Linked DNA regions of Mus musculus: region 1 is linked to region 2. Evidence: chromatin contacts called from public HiChIP or PLAC-seq data. All regions are on one chromosome and are shown on one strand. Each heading gives the region's core, a stretch centred on a gene start, on an enhancer-like site or on the middle of the called end of the contact. The rest is flanking DNA. Distances are from core to core; before and after follow the strand shown. Region 1 overlaps Pgm2l1 (phosphoglucomutase 2-like 1). Region 2 overlaps Arrb1 (arrestin, beta 1).

Region 1 (2,886 bases), core at 213-2,712, 720 kb before region 2:
TCTCAATAAAGCTTCTACATATATATTCAAAAGAATCAACTCTCACCTCTGGCCAGGCGATGCACACATCTCTGCATAATACTTTATCTTCGGTTCTGTCCCACTTGTTCGGAGAGTAGCGACACAGCCGTTTTGGAAGGTAAATGTAATCATTTGGCTGTTTTTACTCACAGGCAGTACCTATTCAAAATGCAATAGTTTACACCTATATCTTCATTTTCAAGAACTATAAAATATACCACAGTTGCAGGAAGTAGCTAAGGTATCTAAGTCACAGAAGCAATGTGGACTGGTCATTGCCAAGAGTTGGGAGATGGGTGTGTAAAGTTGTTTAATGAGTACAGAATTTCAATTTATCAAGGTTAAAGAAATCTGTTATATAATAATATAAGCATACTACATGTTTTGAAATTTAAATGAAAAAAGAGGACATAAAGTCTTGAGGGAGATGGGTTGGTGGATCCCAGAGAGAGTTGGGATGAGGAACCGGGGGTGGATAAGATCAAAATATGTCGTATACATGTATGGAATTTTCAAAGAATACCAAAATTATTTAAAATGGGTAAGATGCAAACATGGATTAAATACATTATTAGAGTACTGAAACAACATTTGAACATTACAAATGGAACTTAAGCTAACAGTTATCATCATAATTACAATAAAATGAATGTAAGAGCTTATCATGTAAGTGTCTGTTGAGCATATACCACAGAGGTGGGAGCATTGAGAGGTACTGAGGAAATGGACCTGCCACGTGCAATGCAACAGTGACATAAGTAGACGTCAACAAAACACTAATATACAACCCAAAGGTTACACAATCACTCATTCTGTAAAAACTGATTATGGGACCTGGAATTCCAAAGGAGGATGTAACATTTGCCTTAAGTTTTAAGCCTCAAGCATTCTAGGTAAGTGCCCTGTCACCATCAGCTCTTGCCTTAATTAAACCTTAAGTAATGGTGAGGTATGAGCCTACAGCAGAAAGGAGAAAAGGTAAACTGAGGCAAACAAGTTGACCCAAAATACAGAAAAACCTAATGCATATGTGTTTAAGAAATCTTCAGTTCGCTGGGCGTGGTGGCGCACACTTTTAATCCCAGCACTTGGGAGGCAGAGGCAGGCGGATTTCTGAGTTCGAGGCCAGCCTGGTCTACAGAGTGAGCTCCAGGACAGCCAGGGCTACACAGAGAAACCCTGTCTCGAAAAAACAAAAAAACAAACAAACAAACAAACAAACAAAAAAAGAAAAGAAAAGAAAAGAAAAGAAAAGAAAAGAAAGAAAGAAAGAAAGAAGGAAAGAAAGAAAGAATCAGTTTTATTGGACTAGAGGTATGGAGAGCCAGGTTGGAAGCATGTTAAAATCAGGAAGCTGCAGCAGGGCTCTGAAGTCTTTAGACTTCATGTTCCCGTATCATTCACCCTCACTGCGCACTCCCTCCCTCCCTCCCTCCCTCCCTCGCTTCCTCTTCTCCGTTGGTCCCTCTTCTCCAAGCCCACTTCCCTTTGCGCCAGCAGCACGGATGATTATTAGGGGAGTAATAAGTATCAAGTCAGAGACCAGTTAGTGCCCTTGAAAATAGTCTGGTGGCACAAAACAACAGGTCCTCCCCTCAAGAAACTAGAGGCCACTCTTTTACTATACCATGAATTATGACACTTTTTTTATGACAAGTTTTTTGTTGGTGGTGGTGGTTTTGTTTGCTCAGTTGTTTCTTTAAAGAGGTGTTTTCTGGGGTTTCAACTTCTAGCTGAACACACAGAATGCTGGGAAGGAAGGTGGTACACCTGGACAGTGCTGAGAATAGCTGCTCTCAATCTGTGGGTTTCCAACCCTTTGGAGTTCACATATCAAATATTTACATTGTGATTCATAAGAGCAGCAAAATTATAGTTACAAAGTAGCAACAAGATAATTTTACGGTTGGGGGTCACCACAACACGAGGCCGTATTAAAAGGTGGCAGCATTAGGAAGGCTGAGGACTACTGGCTTGGGGGGTTTTGCCCAGGCCTCCACTTGTAGAACCTTGCCTGCATGTCTCTTCCATCTGGCTGCTTCTAAACTTAACCACTGTAAACAAGTAAACATGAGCACACTGGCTTGGATCTTAGGTGAAACTTATTGCAGCTTTAGATTTTTTTGGTGACTTGAGTTATTAAATTGTCTTCATTGTTTGTAAAAAGAAAAGGTACTTACTGATTTCTTATTTGGCTGGCTGCTATCATATCCAGTGGTTATGTCCCGTACATGCAAAATAGCAAAAGCCCCACAAAATTTTGGATATTCCTTTGGAGACTCAAAATTTCGAATCCTTTCAAATATGGTTTTGATGGTAGGTGGATCATAACACAAGAAATATGAAGTTTTGGACATATGGTAACCGTATCTGCACAAAGATTTAAAGCTAAAGTCAGATTCTAGGGAACTTTTGGACACGTGCATATTAAAGATAAGCCAACATAATATTTTATAGAAAGTGATACTGATAATATTAATAGTAAAGAAATATAGTCAGGAAAAGGTGGCACATGTTTTAATTCCAGCGCTTGGGAGTTAGATGCAGGCAGATCTCCATGAGTTCGAGGCCAGCTTGGTCTACAGAGCGAGTCTAGGACACCCAGGGCTGCACAGAGTAATCCTATCTTTAAAAGAAAGAAGAAAGAAAGGGGGTGGGGGAGAGGGAAGGAAGGAAGGAATCTGTTCCTCAAAAACAAACTAAGAAAAGAACCCCAAACCAACCAACCAACCAACCAGCCAGCCAGCCAACCAACCAACCAACCAACCAGCCAACCAACCAACCAACCAGCCAACCAGCCAACCAGCCAACCAGCCAACCGACCAAAAAGCAAGCAAGGCAGGTCTGTTGTGAGATCACATGAGA
Region 2 (2,804 bases), core at 136-2,635:
AAAACAACATATAAAGAAGCTCCTATCAATTAGGGGGTAGGGCTCTTCAGGCCCAAAGCCTGATCTGACAGACACCCAGGTATGGAAAGTCAATGGCCATTGAGGTCAAGCCAGTGTCCACAGTGTGGGGACAGCAGGCAGGAAGTTAGGGACAGGAACTGCAGGGTTCTTGGTACCACCTGAAAACCAGAGATGCTCCTGTAGGGAACAACTGGTGAGCTTTTAAGCTGGGAAGGCCTTGGTCTGGTGTGTTTCCAAACAAAAGGGTTGGTTCCAGGCCATATACTGAGCCACAGACCAGGCAGAAGACCAGTGGGTTGGCCCAGGCCAGAGCTGGTTGCAAGGAGCAGCCTTAGAAGACATGCCCACCTCACCGTTCAGACCGGATGTCTGAGCTGAGCCTGCCCAGGACAGGGAATGGGTTTCTCTACAGCGAGTGTGGATTCAGGTAACCTCTGTCCCAGATACCATCTCATTCATAAAGAAGCTGTGGCTGGAGAAACCCAGGACCGCCTGTGGCCAGGACAGGGCTCACCATAGTCCTCTGAAAATTCCCGGCAACAGGGTTCATTCTGCAAAAGGGTGATTTCAATCATAGCTGCTGAATGGCTGCAGAAAAGGCACCTCGCTGCTGCATGCTAGAAAGAGCAGTGTGCATATTAACTGCTTGATTATAACGTGTCATCAGCTTTGTCCTTTTTAGGATATTGAAAAAAAAAACTTGCCAAAAAAGAAAAAAATCAAAATTCTCCTTACTAAGTCTTTTTTTAAATGCCTTCAGTTTTCTCCCACAGCCCTGGGGCCACACAGACTCATGACAAAAATCTTACCCACCAGATGAGCCCTGTTAGTTCTGGGTGCACTCATTAGCACAGTCACTACAGTGAGAAAGAAGGGGTACCACTTCCCCACAATTTAGCATCTCACCCACAGACAGAGACAGGTATGGTGGGGTGCAAACCCAGCCTGCTGCCCTTTCTCCCACACCGCTTGGCCTCAGTGTCCCTAAAGACGGCACTCTAAACCACACAGACCAGCACACATGCTCTTTCCGGGCCACAGGCCCAAGCAGAGGCTGTGTCTCCTAAAACTAACAACACCCCCCCACACCCCCGCCTTGCACTCTGCTCCAGTGGGCTTCTGCAAGATCTGCTCTGCTGGAGGGAAGCTTGAACCCCTGCTGCCCCCAGTAATCTTGCTTCCGGTGCCATTTGCCCAGTAGCTTTAGATATGTGCAGCTTGCTTGCTTGTTTGTGACAGTTTCCCCCTTGATTTCTTGACCTATTTGTTTTTGTTTTGTTAACTAAAAAAGGTGGGGGAGGGACCCACAATGCCACCCTGGTTGGCCTGGAGCTGACAGTGCAGAGCAGGGTGACCTCATCCTTCTACCATGTGCTTAGATTATAGGCCTGCACTACTATAGCTAGCTTCAACCCAGGTCTCTCTCTCTCTCTCTCTCTCTCTCTCTCTCTCTCTCTCTCTCTCTCTCTCTCTCTCTCTCTCTCCCCACCGTGTGTGTGTGTGTGTGTGTGTGTGTGTGTGTGTGTGTGTGTGTCTGAAGTAGTCTGCATTCCTAAGAAACTCCTTACTGAAAGCTATGAAACTCGAGCCACCATGGGGGGCAGGGTTCCAGTCCCTGCTGAATGCCTGTCCCACAGAGCTCCCACTGCATCTCTGAGTCCTATCAGATGTATCTCCCACAGCGTGCACGAGGGTCCCCTGTTCTGTTAGTGGCTTCTGAGTCTTAATCCTGGATTGCTGTCCAGCTGTAAACTGAAACGCCCTTGCCACTCTCTTAAGAATGTTACAGCCAGCCGGGCAGTGGTAGTGCACACCTTTAATACCAGCATTTGGAAGTTAGAGGCAGGAAGATTTCTGAGTTTGAGGCCAGCCTGGTCTACAGAGTGAGTTCCAGGACAGTCAGGGCTACACAGAGAAATCCTGTCTCAAAATACAAAACCAAAAACAAACAAACAGGATGTTACAGTTGGAGCTAGAGAGATGGCTCAGTGGTTAAGAGCACTGACTGCTCTTCCAAAGGTCCTGAGTTCAATTCCCAGCAACCACATGGTGGCTCACAACCATCGGTAATGGGATCTGATGCCCTCTACTGGCGTGTCTGAAGACAGCTATAGTGTACTCACATATATAAAATAAATAAATCTTTTAAAAAAATAAAATAAAAAGAACGTTACAGACAGCTGGGTGGTGGTGGCAGTAGCTTGACACACACCTTCGATCCCAGCCCTCGGGGGGGGGGCAGAGGCAGGTGGATCTCTGAGTTAAAGGCCAGCCTGGCCTACAGAATTCCAGGATAGCCGGATCTACACAGAAAAATCCTGTCTTTAATAATAATAATAATAATAATAATAATAATAATAATAATAATAAAAACCACCAAAAGGAATGTTCCAGCCACTTACTTTCTTTCTCCCCCAGACATACAAGTGCTACAAGAAGCTGTCCCCACTTCCTATCTCAGACCCCAGGGGCTGGTAAGACAGAGAAACTTCTGCTCGCTCGGGTGGAGGAGTGAAGGGTGACACAGACCAGGAGAAAGGGAATAAGCCGTTTCTGAAAATCCCAACCTAAAAGAGGCTGCTCTTCGTTCATAAGAATTCCAAGAAAGCCAATACTCCAGCTACGGAGAAAGGGTCCACCCTTAGGTGGCACATGAAACCAAACTGCTCCCTAAATGTCCACTGTGGTAGATTGGGCCACTCCAGGGACATGCCTGTAGTAGAGGTCTGGCACCTAGCCAGCACTGGAGAACTGTTTGTGGAACAAACTGAAAAATGCTGGCG

The links. HiChIP or PLAC-seq counts read pairs in DNA pulled down with a chosen protein or histone mark.
Region 1: an H3K4me3 HiChIP or PLAC-seq map of bone marrow-derived macrophages shows a contact between it and region 2, with 7 times the contacts expected there. The contact joins two enhancer-like sites. A contact is called at or near these places in 1 of 39 promoter capture datasets (liver) and 1 of 115 datasets of contacts at active chromatin or transcription factors (bone marrow-derived macrophages).

What each region holds. Positions count from the first base shown.
Region 1 is chr7:100,267,622-100,270,507 of GRCm38.p6, reverse strand. It overlaps Pgm2l1 (phosphoglucomutase 2-like 1), which reads right to left. Exons shown (of 14, transcript NM_027629.3): 12 at 2,202-2,391; 13 at 47-180. Among named protein-coding and RNA genes, the nearest start is that of P4ha3, 16 kb to the left of the region's middle. Within about 2 kb of position 1,462, at least 1 of the 459 cell types and tissues checked has an H3K27ac peak or open chromatin away from gene starts, as enhancers often do. A contact at or near this core is called in bone marrow-derived macrophages, where this site is marked.
Region 2 is chr7:99,546,617-99,549,420 of GRCm38.p6, reverse strand. All of the region lies in intron 1 of Arrb1 (arrestin, beta 1), which reads right to left. Among named protein-coding and RNA genes, the nearest start is that of n-TEctc3, 4.0 kb to the right of the region's middle. Within about 2 kb of position 1,385, at least 37 of the 459 cell types and tissues checked have an H3K27ac peak or open chromatin away from gene starts, as enhancers often do. A contact at or near this core is called in bone marrow-derived macrophages, where this site is marked.